Linked DNA regions of Mus musculus: region 1 is linked to region 2. The links are chromatin contacts, called in public Hi-C maps. All regions are on one chromosome and are shown on one strand. Each heading gives the region's core, a stretch centred on a gene start, on an enhancer-like site or on the middle of the called end of the contact. The rest is flanking DNA. Distances are from core to core; before and after follow the strand shown. Region 1 has its middle 42 kb from the start of Gm38767. Region 2 overlaps Tmem168 (transmembrane protein 168).

The links. Hi-C and Micro-C count contacts between places; a contact is called where the count stands out from the background.
Region 1: a contact with region 2 is called in a Hi-C map of embryonic fibroblasts, with 4 times the contacts expected there. The contact joins two enhancer-like sites. A contact is called at or near these places in 2 of 39 promoter capture datasets (the C10 cell line and cranial neural crest), 1 of 484 Hi-C or Micro-C datasets (embryonic fibroblasts) and 1 of 115 datasets of contacts at active chromatin or transcription factors (large pre-B cells).

What each region holds. Positions count from the first base shown.
Region 1 is chr6:14,057,059-14,064,107 of GRCm38.p6, reverse strand. No RefSeq gene overlaps it. Among named protein-coding and RNA genes, the nearest start is that of Gm38767, 42 kb to the right of the region's middle. Within about 2 kb of position 1,382, at least 14 of the 459 cell types and tissues checked have an H3K27ac peak or open chromatin away from gene starts, as enhancers often do. A contact at or near this core is called in embryonic fibroblasts, where this site is marked.
Region 2 is chr6:13,599,564-13,607,286 of GRCm38.p6, reverse strand. Tmem168 (transmembrane protein 168) reads left to right here. Exons shown (of 5, transcript NM_028990.5): 2 at 3,800-5,049. The coding sequence starts at 3,922. Among named protein-coding and RNA genes, the nearest start is that of Tmem168, 4.7 kb to the left of the region's middle. Within about 2 kb of position 5,421, at least 101 of the 459 cell types and tissues checked have an H3K27ac peak or open chromatin away from gene starts, as enhancers often do. A contact at or near this core is called in embryonic fibroblasts, where this site is marked.

The DNA.
Region 1 (7,049 bases), core at 133-2,632, 460 kb before region 2:
AAAAGCCAGTTGTCACATAAAGGGCAGGGCTTTCTCTCTGACAAGTTCTGGAAAACTGCAAAGCTTCTTGATTGCCAAAGAAATTACACATTCTGAATCTACTGACAAGTCTCTCAGAAACCACTTGGCAAGAATGTGCCTGAGTCTTCTCAGCTCTCCTCACAGAGGTGTGACAGTACTTTAGTTCAGGGTATGTTTGCTGAGGCTTCTGGAATGCCAACCAGCACAGCGTGATTTATGCACTGAATCTTTCTGACATCAGAGAATAGAAGGAGCTGTGCAAAACACTAAACTCTGCTAATTGCAACATCAAAGGGAATTTAAATGCCCAAGGAAGTACTGAAACCCTGTTTTCAAGTCCTTTCCTGATGTGCAAGATTCTGCCTTGATGTCCAGATGTTAATGCACCAGAGTAAATATGCATAATAATATCAAGCCCGGGAACCACAACAAGTGTCACCATCATAGTTGAGTTAGTTATATCACAATGTCTTGAATACCTAGGGCACTGTGGGTGATCTGAAGCCATTGAACTGGCATAAAAGCTTCAGCTGGGCTGGAGAGATGGCTCAGCCGTTAAGAGCACCAACTGTTCTTCTGAAGGTCCTGAGTTCAAATCCCAGCAACCACATGGTGGCTCATAACCATCTGTAATGAGATCTGATGCCCTCTTCTGGGGTATCTGAAAATAGCTACAGTGTACCATATGATAAATAAAAGCTTCAGCTATAGGTAAAACTGAACAAATAATATGGTTCACATTTCACATTTAAGGTTGTGAAAAGTTGTTAAAAGTTTAGTGTGAGACAATAAGTAAATGTAGACTGTTTTACCTGGAAAAATTACTTAAAATCTTAGATTGCTGTTAGGCCCAGTAAACAACTTAATGTATGTTGCAGTTTTATGTATACAGACATGACAATCTAGTGTATAATTGCTACCTCTTTAGAGAAAATATCTCTTTAATCAGAAATAAAGGATCTATTTTAGTTCCTTTTCCCATTTCTGTGGCCAAAAGTTCTGAAAGAAACAATTTAAAGGAGGAAGAGCTTACTCTGGATTACAATTTTAGATCATTCTTTTATGGTGTAGAAAACTCAGAGACAGGCAAGAAAGGCTTGGTAGCAGGAAGAGATGGCTGACTGCTCACACTAGTCAAGTGGACAAGAGTGAACAGGAAGTAAGACCAGGGTATAAAGGCTCAAGGCTTGCCACCAGTGATCCACTTTCCCCAGTGAAGCTCTGCCTTCTCAATGTTCCACAGCCTTCCCAAGCAATGACTCCAGTTGGGGACCAAGTATTCACACACATGAGGCCAGGGTGGAAACTTGACACCCAAAACCACAATAGTGTGTGTCTCCCAGCTTACTCCCCACACTTTTCATAGTAACTGCCCAGAAACAGACTGCTCAGCTCAGCATAGCAGACCACTTGTCCCTTCTGTGTCTTGGACCTTGAATAAATTTTCACATTGCATGCCTTCCCATAATGAAAGTATTCTAAATCTTACCACTCTGCTGTGCTCTAAATAGCCTTGTCTGAAAAAGAACATACAACTTTAAGTGACTAACACTAATTTCATTGTTCTACATTTTATGGCATTCTGTAACTTCAAATTACATAGCTATTATGTCACTCAGAGTGGGGACAGGAGAGTTATGGGACAGAAGAGCTGAGTTTACCAGCCAGCCAGAGTTCAGAAAGAGCAAGAAAGGGTGAGTTTGTTCAGTACTGTCTTAGGTGGAAAATGTTCTAGACTTAAATAAGATTGTACAGAGGCTAGAAGCTTCCAGGATTAGGCCTAGGTTAGCAGATGGAGGCAATAAACCTCCTAGACAACAATTGCATCAGGCAAATAAAAGATACACAATCAAAATCATGAAAATGAACCGCGGTTTTAGAAATCGACACACATTCTGGCTTAAGCTTGTTTAGCCTCGCAAGACTGAATAGAATTACCCAGATAAAGACTTTCTTGAGAATTTCCACAAAGATGAATTATATAATTATGAAACTTTCTATCTCCTTTCTTGGATTTTAACTTACAACTTAGGACTCCTTTTCATGTGATTTATGACTTAGCAATGTTTATGGTTGATTACTGTGGAAGGAGTAAAGGAAAGTAGCAAAGGATTACTTTTTAGTTTTCAAGTAGCTACACTGCCCTCTTCTCACCTTACCTTGAGCCTCTGGTTTTGGCATCAGTATAAGTTAGTATGTTGCTGTAAAGAGAAGCACTTGTGAGAAGATAAAGAACTTGGATTCTACCTGATAAATGCACATACTTTCTTCCTAGGGTTCAATGCTGCCTAAATTCAAAGAAAGCAGACTTCATTAAATAAAAACTCAAGATCATTATAAAATGAATTAATTCATTTTAATTTGTGATTTACCTTTATTTTTAATTAAAATATAGTTATATTATTCCCCTAACTTATCTGCCTTTACATGTGCTCTCTCTCTCTCTCTCTCTGTCTCTCTCTCTCTCTCTCTCTCTCTCACACACACACACACACATTTCTTTTATTTTAATTTATTAATTATTATATTTTTCATTATTTAAAACTTTTAATTAAAATACATTTTCATATATATGAGATATATTTTGATCTCCAGATCCTCTCCCCCTCCCTATGTACCCAACTTTAAATTCAGTCTCAAAAAGGAAACAAAAACCAAGTATAAAACTAAAAATCTAGTACAAAAATAAAATTCCCCAAAACAAGAAAAAATTATAAATAAATAAAATCATATCAACAAGAAAGATAGCAAATTCACCAAACTGTGATCAAATAAACAAACACACACACACACACACCACCACCACCACCACACTACCAGCAACAACAACAACAACAACATCAAAAATAAATTGTGGGATTTAATTATTTGTTGGTGAACTACTTGTAAGCACGACACCTGCCCTAGACTATAAACACAGTATCACTCTATTGAAGAAAACTGATTATTCCTCTCCTAGCAGATATAGTTGACAGTTCAATTGTTAACCTTTACCTTAGTAGCTAGGTTGTCACTCATCCACCCACTCATTCATTCATTTTTAAATATAACAAAATAAAATATAATAAAAAAAAATCACATTATACCAACCAAAGGAAAGAACCTAAAAGAAAGTACAAGGATCAGAGACCTACTCATCTGCACATATGCAGGAATCCTATAAGAACACTAAACTGGAAACTGTACTATATATGCAGAAGACTTGATATAGAGCAGTGCCATGCCCTGTGCATGATGCTTCTGTCTCTATGAGTTCCTATGAGCTTTTCTCATCTTTGTTCGTTCTGTACATTTAGTGTCTGACCTAGAATGTAGCAGGAGGAGCTACTGTTCTATTAGTGGTTCTATTAGTGTGCCTCTTGTGTCTCGATGGGCTTCTCTTGCTTTAGATCTAGGAATACCTTTTACATGATTTTATTGAAAACATGTTCTATGCCTTTGACTTGAAATAAAAGGTCATCATTTTTCCTTCCTCTTCTACCCCATTCTCCTCCTCCTCTCCTCTTCTTTGTTGACAATTCTTTGATTTTGGTTATTTTATTGTGTCAAGGGTCTTGTATATTCTGTTGATGTTTTTTTTTTAAATGTATCATAACATTTAATTGAGTGATCCAGTTCCTCTATTTTTGTCTTCAGGCATCAATATTCTCTCTTGTACATGGTCACTTCTGTTGATGATGATATTCACTTTGAAGTCTTCATTTCAGTCTGAGTTTTCTTCAGTATTTCTATCTCATTATTGACTTCAATTTTCATTTCCTGGATTTTCATATTTTATTCAGAGTTTGCTTAGACTTTGATCAGTTCATCTCTGTCCTCTCTAAGTTCATTCAGGTATTCTCATTTAATTTCTTGGACTGTTTCAGCATAGAATTACTGTGAACTGTTTGAGCAAATATTGACTTGCAGCACAAAGATTAATAAAGACAAAGACCAATAAAAGCTCTAGATACAGATCATAGAGAATGTTTTAATTATGTGATAAAATTAAACTACCACTAACTTTTTATTTGATTTTTCTGGTCATCTAAATTCACATATAATTTAGGCATGAAGGCATGTGCCTCTAATTCCAATGCTTAGAGACTGAAGCAAGGAGATTGCCACAAGTTCAAGGCCAGCCTGGTGCATATGGGGAGCTTTAGGTCAACTTATGCTGCAGAAAAACATGACCTTTTGAAAAAAATTAGGAATAATGATAATGTCTCTTTTCTTAAAAATAAAATTTTTCATTTAATCATTTTTTTCTTTTCTGCTGTGGGAAATTTATAAGTAGGTCATAGAGATGGAAGGATTGGGAGCTCTTAACTTGCAGAATCCCTTTTCATTTAAAATTGCATAATAAGTCAATATATCCTAACTGTGGGGATTATATAATATCCTGTATGTATGTATGCATGTATGTATGTATATAATATATTACATATTATATATATATATATATATATAAATGCATGTGTGGCAAGAAATTTTATCTTTGCTACATTTCAAGTTGGTTTCTGAAGATAAAAGTCTGATGTGGGCAATGTTCCCAGAAATTTCTCTATGGAAAAATGACACATTTCAAAACTGCAGAAGTCTAGCTGCATTTAGTTCAAATTATTTGGATGTGTAGTTTTCTGTGTCAGTGCTGGGAGGACAACTGGAATATGTGAGTCCATATGTGAGACAGAACAAATGCTATGGGCTTCAGCCTGTCAAATGTCACAGATGACAATAAACTGACAGTAAGTATTGAATTGTATTATCAGCCAAGTTCACTCATGTTGTCTGAGGTCAGGTCAATGCTACCTCCATTAGAGATAATGGGACGCAGATCCCTTTGAATCGCATATGGATTGAGGACAAGGACAGCACTAACAATTTCTGTATCTGCTCAAAATGGAATGTACAGCTTTACAATATCTCAGGAAAAGATGCATAATTGTCTGTCAGCTCAGTTGTTTGGCATGAGTTTCCATATGAGCTGAATGGGGTCAAAATAATCAGATTTAGTCTAATGTGTCTAAGCCTAAAAATGTAATTTCTCTTTAGTATTTTCTACAAAAAGGTAGTGTTTTAATACTGGTCAAATATAAATAATGTTTTCCCAAATCTGTTTTTTAAAGGTTGCATATTGAATCAGACACTTCTAAACAAAAGTAAATACAGGAGCTCAAAAAAACCTGAAAGACCTCTGCTATACACGTAGATCACTGCGTAGAGAGCATCATTACTTGAACTCTTTTTTTTTTTAATTATTATGTATTTTCCTCAATTACATTTAGAATGCTATCCCAAAACTCTTGGCAGGCTCCAAGTGAGAGAACTGCAAACCAATGGATCCATTCCTATCTTAGTTACTATTCGGTTGTTTTGAAGAGCACCATCACCAAGGCAACTTTTATAAAAGAAATTTAATTAGGAGCTTACTTACAATTTTAGAAGGTTAGTAAATGATGATTATGGTAGAAACAGATAGGCATGGTGCTTCAGAAGTAACAAAACTCTTCATCCTGAACCTCAGGCATCAGGCAGAGACTGGGCCTAGCATGGGCTTTTGAAACCCATGCTCTCTCACAGTGACATCCCTCCTCCAACAAGGCAACACTTCCTAACTCTTCCTTAATAGTTCACTAAACCTGGGACTAAGCATGCAAATGCATGAGCCTAGAGTGCTATATATCTTAGTCAGCTCTATTGCTGTGAAGGGACACTTTTTCTGACAAGACCATATCTTCTTATCCTTCTAATCCTTTCAAATAATGTCATTCCCTGATGACTAAGCATTAAAATAGATGAGCCTGTGGAGGCTATTTTTATTCAGACCAACACGATTGCTATGTGTTCGTAATCAAATTTAAGCTACAATTCTGCTCTTTAACAGCAAGAGGCAAGTAATGGGGAAACGGGAAATAGAAAAAGATCCCAGAGTCATGTTATCTTTTTTATTTTCATGAAAACAAGTTTTATTTAAAGAAGTGTTTAAATGCATTCCATGCCATTTAAACTAGAATGGAAAAGTTAGTTTATTCTGTCAAATGACATTGGGAAGAGAAATAAATTGCATGCAACAGAGAAAAGAAGAAGGATTAGAACAAACTTGATAGCATTTCAAATGCTGTGCTGTTGTGGATACTAGTTAACACAATGGAGTTTTCCAACTTTAAAGTAAAAGAGGGTGATTGTCACAGAGAGAGAACACATAAAACCTCAAAGGAGTTTTACTTTTCAGTTTTAAATAATAATTTTAATAATTGCATTGAGTTTTTATATATCACACAAGCCTTTATTGGTGTTAACTTTAGATTTGCATATCTCATTAAAGAGACTTTAACCAAAATCAGTCTCATTACTCCTCTCTTAAAATTGCAAGTTACTAATGAAGGTTGAGTTGTAAAAGTGTATACATTTCATTTTTTTTAACCTTCAAATAAGAAAAAGTTCCAATGAAATAAAAGTTGTGTTCATGATCATCTTAGTCAGGGTTTCTATTCCTGCACAAACATCATGACCAAGAAGCAAGCTGGGGAGGAAAGGGTTTTATTCGGCTTACACTTCCATACTGTTGTTCATCACCAAAGGAAGTCAGGACTGGAACTCAAGCAGGTCGGAAAGCAGGAGCTGATGCAGAGGCCATGGAGGGATGTTCTTTACTGGCTTGCTCAGCCTGCTCTCTTATAGAACCAAGACTATCACCCCAGAGATGGCACCATCCACAAGGGGACCTCCCCCCTTGATCACTAATTGAGAAAATATCTTGCAGCAGGATCTCATGGAGTCATTTCCCCAATTGAAGCTCCTATATCTGTGATAACTTGAACCTGTGTCAAGTTGACACAAAACTAGTCAGTACAATGGCATTTTATGATATGCCTATCAAGAGTGACTTGGGTCATTTGCTTTTATTTTGCACCATGCAATTCTTTAAATACATTTTCTTTTGTTATCTTCCTAATAGCTAGTATGTCTGTATGCTATTTGTTTGGAAGCCATGTGACACAAACTAAATAGATTGTCTTTCTACCATTAGCTCTAAGAGTAAAGGT
Region 2 (7,723 bases), core at 4,172-6,671:
GGTGAATTAAGTGAAGGTTGGAGTAAAGCCAAGAGCAGACAAGCCAATGATTCCTGGACTCTCACTTAAGTACTAGTGCTAGCTGTGGCTTATTAGAAAGTGGTTTATTTTATCTGCATTTCTTAAGTAGTTTTTTCTATTATTAGTCAGTCTCCTCTCCCCGCCCCCCCCCCTTCGGAATTGAATGTTAACTTGATTACAGACTGCTGGATACTGAGCGTGCATTGTGGAAGACAGATCTCCCCAGAGACTTTGTGACCTGTGAAGAATGCAGACATTAAACAAATGGTGAAGAAAAGAGTAGTTTTACTTTTCCATTTCAGAGAGAGTGATCCGAGAGGCGATTCTCCTACGAAAAGAATTGTAAGCCCACACCTGAATGAAGGGTTTGACAGATAAAGGGCAGATAGGGCTAGGAGGAGGAAAAGGAATATGTCCAGAGAGGGCACGCCATTTCTGTAGTTCATAATTGAAGTGTAGTTGGAATAAAAGTGAGAGGAAGAGCAGTAACAGATGGGGCAGTTATTCCTGTCCACTGTGTAGCACTTTATAAAGGCACTGAAAAGTTTACACTGTAATACTGTGAGGGGTGGAAAGCCAATAGAGAATTTTGCATAGTGGAGCATAACACGATAAAATTCGGGTCTTAAAAACACACTTTAAGAAGGGCAGAAGTTGATAGGGAAGGGAAAAAAAAAAAAAAGGAACATGTTTAAGAATGAGGTCATTGTCACCAAAATTTAGGTGGTGATTTTTTGGCGGATAAGAAGTAGTAGAAATGTGAAAGAGATGCTTAGGGAAAGAGAAATCAAGAACGTGTGAGGATTAACTCATGGGTCAAGAAGTGTGGGGGAAGGTTAAAGGAGTAGATAGGACTATAGTGGGGTCAAAGCCAGCGCCTCCCCAATGCTAAGTATGCTTTCTGAGTTATGACCCCAGCCGGAGATCTTTCTAATGGACTTTAGCAGTGACTTGCTCATTGACTCCATTCTGCTTTTATTTGCCTCTGGAGTCTTCCATCAAATCATTAGGGAAGGCAGCTCAAGTAAAAACAGTCACAATGCTTTTAAAATTTGTTTTCATTTCTAGTTAAGGCTATTTTTAAAAGTCAGAATGGGTAAAAACCTTTAAAACTAAGGCTCATAAGAATGTGACTGCACAATATTTCATGGTACAGCTGTAGTTCTTTTTCAAAATTACATAATATATGGAAGCAATTTAGATTGCTCAAAGCCTAGGGTTGGGATTAAGCATGGGTTAGCAATGAACAACTTTCAAGAGAATCATGGAGAAAGCACTGACTTGTGAAAAAAATATGGATTCCTAGACTTTAGAAGCCAAGGGAAGTTTCAGAAGGCGATAGTACTCATCAGTATGAAGGCTTCTAAAGAAAACGTGGAGACTCCTGTAAGGATTCCATCATGTTCAGGAACTTGCGGATCATTCTAGAAGTTGCCAGAGCAGTTGCACTGAGGGAATCACACCTTTCAGCATTTTGAAGTGAGTGTATGAGAACTTGATCAAACATTAGCTGTGAGGAGGGAGGAAACTGAATGTGGTAGACAAGATGGGGAGAACAAAGATTTTTTTCTGTTGTTTCTTTACCCATTGGTAGTTTTAAAAGCCGACCTAGTAAGTGAATAAGCACTTAAGTACTAGTGAATAAAGCTTAAGTACTAGTGAATAAAGGAGAAAAGAGAGTTTGGAGAGAGAATGGCGTTCTGGAACAGGAAGGATTTATACAGGGAAGGGGACTCTGGCTGACATGCAGAGATGCAGAGAAAGGTGGATTTGTGCTATTGGGAACCTAAGGAAGTTTCTTTTTTATGACCTTATAGGAAGCAGTCATGTGGCTAAAATACAGTGAAATGTGAGTGTCAAGAGGGTGTTTCCTGAGTGTGCAGTGAATTTTTTTTTCTCCCTCTAGTAGTACTTATTTTAATCCTACAATCTACCGCCAGCATTTAAGTCTTTCCCTCTCTTTCTCGCTCTGTGTAGTATAGGCATAATATTTTATGAATTTTTTTGTAGTCCAGATCTTATCGGTTTGTTACACTTTTGTTTGTTTGTTTTTCCGAGACGGTTTCTCTGTATAGCCTTGGCTGTCCTGGAACTCACTCTGTAGACCAGGCTGGCCTCAAACTCAGAAATCTGCCTGCCTCCGCTTCCCAAGTGCTGGGATTAAAGGTGTGTGCCACCACGCCCAGACAGTTTGTTACACTTATGAAAAAACATCCACTATAAACAACAACAACAAAATACCAGACATTTTCATTAATTCCACATGGCAAGAAGTGCTTTCATGGAAACCCAATAGAGGAAAGTTACTTTGAATATCTGATGAATAGATTTATAAATAAAAATATGTTTTGGAACATAAGAAAGTAGATATAGAAATAGCACTTGAAATATGCTTGGAATCCTACAGTTGTCTCCCAGGCATTGCTCCCCAGCCAAAGGCTGGGTAGAGGTTAATTCTAAGTTAGCTCATGTGTCTGGTGAGAGTGCCTTTTAGTGCATCTCTATTAGGAAAGTTTAAATAAACTGATCCCCTATGTGTGGGTTTGGTGATGTGGTTCAAGCCTAATGCCTTGTTCATCGTAGGAAAGCACTCTTAGCACTGATATGTAGCCCTAGACCACAAACTATTTGTTTTCTGAATATATGAGTTTTTGAGTGTTATATGGCTAAGCTATTGCAATAGATCTGTTCTTACAGTATACTGAAGAACTACCTACTGGATGGATCAGTACTTGTGTGTGTGTGTGTCTGTGTGTGTGTGTTCATACACAGCTCAGTGAGTGCATGTGCAATGGCATTCTTGTAGAGGGCGGAGGACAACTTATAGGAGTTGGTTCTCTTCTTCCACCAGACCGCCATTGCACCTCAGTCATTGTACTTATGTAGTCAGGCTTCACAGGTGAGCTAGCTCATTGACCCTCACAGTGTATTTTTTTTTTAACCATTTTTGTATTTTAAGTCAAAGTTATGGGAGCACTTAGGTTGAAATAATTATTTGGGTCCTAGAAAATAATTGCTGTAGTGACTTTTTGAGAAGGTAGACTTGAAGTTTTCTTACTTTACCATGAACACTTACTGGTAAGCGGTCCAGTATTTGGGTTGTCAGTAAGAAGTTCAGCAATTGATTTACTAAATAGATGATCTATATATTTGAGAAGTAAGTGATTAACCCAGTGATTTATTTTCGTAGGAGTGAAAGCACAAGAATTATGGTGCAGCTTTTGGGACTGAATAACCGTATATAGAGTTAAATGTTATATAGAGTTAAATGTTACTTCTAGTTAAGAATTAGCTAAACAATATAAAGACTGATATTTTATAGCATTTTAGAATGGTTTTGTAAAAAGATGTGGCGGATTACAGTAGTAATTCTCTGTGTCCTAGTGCTTTCCAATTAGAAGTAATAGTGAAGCCCTTCATTCCATTTGAAAGGTGAGTGAGATTTCAGTGTGTCAAAGGCAAGTGCTTATGATCTCAACTCAACTAAATATTCAAATCGGGATAGGTTAGACAACTTCAGCATTAACACTGGTTAGTACTGACAGAGAAGACTCCACTTACACTTCATGATGCAATTTTATCAGTATGAATAAAGATCACGGGCATTTTCCTTTGTGTAACTTGCAGAGTTTGTATGATTATTAAGATATATGCAATTAGGATTTGAACTGGACGGCAGAAAAACCTTAGTTTTTCTCTGATTCACTTACTTAGTATAAAGAAGATGGCACAAAATATTATATATACTTAACTGTGAAATATCTTTCCTTCTCTTTAGGTCATTACAAAGAAAACTTCTGAGAGAATGTTGGAGTAGGCATTACCAACACCTTGGCTTTATTGAATGAAATACAGGAAGTTAATTTTTGTGCCTCTTGGGACCCTCCAGTGCCAGATTACATGTGCAGATCACTGCGATACTGTGTTAGTCATTGTCTCTATCTAGCAATGACTAGGCTGGAAGAAGTAAATAGAGAAGTGAACATGCATTCCTCCGTGCGGTACCTCGGCTATCTAGCCAGGATCAACTTACTTGTGGCCATATGTTTAGGCCTTTATGTAAGATGGGAAAAAACAGCAAATTCCTTAATTTTGGTGATTTTTATCCTCGGCCTCTTTGTTCTTGGGATCGCCAGCATACTCTACTATTACTTTTCAATGGAAGCAGCCAGTTTAAGTCTCTCCAATCTCTGGTTTGGATTTCTGCTTGGCCTTCTGTGTTTTCTTGATAATTCATCCTTTAAAAGTGATGTGAAAGAAGAAACAACCAAATATTTGCTTCTGACATCTATAGTTTTAAGGATATTGTGTGCTTTGGTGGAGAGAATTTCTGGATATGTCCGCCATCGGCCTACTTTACTAACCACAGTGGAGTTTCTGGAACTTGTTGGGTTTGCCATCGCCAGCACAACTATGTTGGTGGAGAAGTCTCTGAGTGTTATTTTGCTGGTTATGGCTTTGGCCATGCTCATTATCGACCTGAGAATGAAGTCTTTTCTAGCTATTCCAAACTTAATCATTTTTTCAGTATTGTTATTTTTCTCTTCATTGGAAACTCCCCAAAATCCAATTGCTTTTGCATGTTTTTTTATTTGCCTGGTAACTGATCCTTTTCTTGACATTTATTTTAGTGGACTTTCAGTAACTGAGAGGTGGAAACCTTTTCTGCATCGTGGGAGAATTTGCAGGAGACTTTCTGTGCTTTTCACTGCAATGATTGAGCTTACATTCTTCATCCTTTCAGCATTTAAACTTAGAGACACTCATCTCTGGTATTTTGTGATACCAGGTTTTTCCATTTTCGGATTTTTCTGGATGATTTGCCATATTATTTTTCTTTTAACTCTTTGGGGATTTCATACTAAGTTGAATGACTGCCATAAAGTGTATATCAACCACAGGGCAGATAACAATAGCCTTGACAGAATCATGGCATCCAAAGGGATGCGTCATTTTTGCTTAATTTCAGAGCAGTTAGTTTTTTTTAGTCTTCTTGCAACGGCAATTTTGGGAGCAGTCTCCTGGCAGGTAAGCTCATGGGTTTTTGTTTATTTTCTTATGTCAGTGCTAATGATAACTGATACGATCCTAGGTAGAGGTGCTAAATGCTGACGATCTCAGGATACCTATGCCCTTAAAAGCAATTCTTTCTGTAATGACAGGAAGAGACTAGCATGAAAAGAATTTAATCATAAACTGTTTCTATTGTAACAAACTATATAATTTGAGTACTTCAGTTTGGGATGTGGGCATACAAGAGCAACTCTTCTTGGTGCAATTCTTTGCTTTGTACCAATGTGTTGCTGCTACGTGTACTAGAGATGGAAGTGTTAACGGGAGCTAGAAAGCCTTGCCTGGGCATGGGGCTTCTATTCAGTGTGGGCTGCCGGCCTCAAGGAATCTGTGTGGGAGTCAACCCCGTGGTGAAAACTTCCGCAGGGCAGCTTCCTCATTCTGCCAGCTTGCTGTAGCTAGGGACTTTCAGAACTAAATGATGTCGGAACTCTGCAAGAACTTACCTCCTCTTCTTCTTTCTGAGTTGGCCACTTTCCCAGTCATAACTACATTTTCTCTGCCAAGTCAGCTTCATTCCTGCAGGGCTCCTTCCCAGGGCATGAAATTCTGTTAACCAAGTCCTTTCTTGGTCACTAGATGTTTTTTCTGCTCTGCATATATCAGTGGATTTCAAGTAAAGTATGTGTACCAATGGGAGTGAGTACACACAAGCTTTCTAAGGAATCTCTCAGCAAAGATAATGTCAGAAAAATCAATCTCCAGGTTGTAACTTTCAGTGGGATTGTTTCCTAAAGTTGACCTATTTGAGAAAATCATTCAAGTTGACCCTTAAGTGGTATCTCATTTGGGTTTTAATTTATAGGTGCCTAATGAAAGTTGTGTCATTTTGTATGCTCTTACATTTTCAACATATTTTCAAATATCCCTTCGAATTTCTTCTTTGACCTCTGGGTTATTTTTGTCTTTATTGTGGGAAATCTTAATATTTGTGGATTTTCCAACATCAGCCTTGTTGATTTTTGATTTATCTTTATAGTTGGAAGACACAATTTGTATGAATTTAGCCTTTTAACAAAGACTTGTTTATGATCTAAAAAAAGGTTAGAGTGCTATTGAGCCAAGTCAAGCTGGGTAGTGATGTTCTTATATCAATATCCTTGATGGTTTTCTATCTAATCTATCAATGTTGAGAGATATTAAAATGTGTACTTCCTCATTTAAGGCATTATTAGTGTGTGTGTTTGTTGTGTGTGTGTACGTAGGTAGGTATAGGTGTAGATGTGCATGCTGCAGAGGCCAGACAGGCGTTAGAGCTGTGTTTGTGAGCCATCTGATGTAGGTTTTAAAACTCCTTGTTACTTGATTTTTATCACGATAGATGGCATAGTTTAGTAGTTTCAATAAAAACTCCATGACCTGCCTGCAAAGCTTAAAACAGTAACTGTAGAAAAAGTGTGCTGAACCTTGTTCTTGGTCTCTGAGCATTTGAGTCACGTGAAATCTGTTTACGTTCTGAAGCCTGGGAGTCAGTGATTGGGGGGGCAGTTAGGATTATACTTTGCTAAAAGTCTCATGGGATGACCTGGGATTCAGTGATTGGGGGGGCAGTTAGGATTATACTTTGCTAAAAGTCTCATGGGATGACCTGGGATTCAGTGATTTGGGGGGGCAGTTAGGATTATACTTTGCTAAAAGTCTCATGGGATGACCTGGGATTCAGTGATTGGGGGGGCAGTTAGGATTATACTTTGCTAAAAGTCTCATGGGATGACCTGGGAGTCTTTGGGGGGGCAGTTAGGATTATACTTTGCTAAAAGTCTCATGGGATGACCTGGGAGTCCTCGTCAGCAATACACCTGTTAAATGCTTGTTAATTTAGCTCTTCAAAACTAATGTAAACCCACCTGGATAGATTTACATTTCCCAGTTGGCTGCTACTTGATAACAGTTGTACGTGATGTTGACATTTTGCCTTACAGAAACTTAGACTTTTCAGCATAGTTTTTGCTTAATTGATTATAGAAAGATTCCAAACCCTTTACTCTACCCAGTATTCTGTGAAGTGTAACTATACTTAGAGCAAAAAAGAAGAGGAGGAGGAAGAAGAGAAGGAAAGGGAAGAGGAAGGAGGAGGAGGAGGAGGAGGAGGAGGAGGAGGAGAAATAATAATAGTACTGAAAGAGCATCATTTCTACACGTGTCTATGAAACCCTTGTCTCTCAATCTCACACACCCTTTAACCTGTATGTGTGAGTTCTCCGTGGACTTCTGCTAAAGTGCAAATAACATTCATATGAAACATAATTTGGGAAACACCCACTGGTTCTACACAAGTTGCAGTTATTCAAATGATTCAAATCAGAACATTACACAGTGAAAGGGAAACAATTAAGGCCTTCATTGAGGAAAACTATTTTGGAGAGAGTGACATTGCTAATCCAATTACATTCTCAGCTATTACAAATTATTTAAATTGGATCTTAACAGATATTTAAATTGAACTATTTTTACTTAACATTTCTAAATATTGTTCCTAATATTCTCATTCTTTCTCTCTCTCGCTCTCTCTCGCTCTCTCGCGCACATGCACACACACACACACACACACAACCTTACCACATTTCTGTAAGAATAATACTGAAGTGTTAAACTTTTTTTCTTATATTTCATTAATTTATCCTTTAAT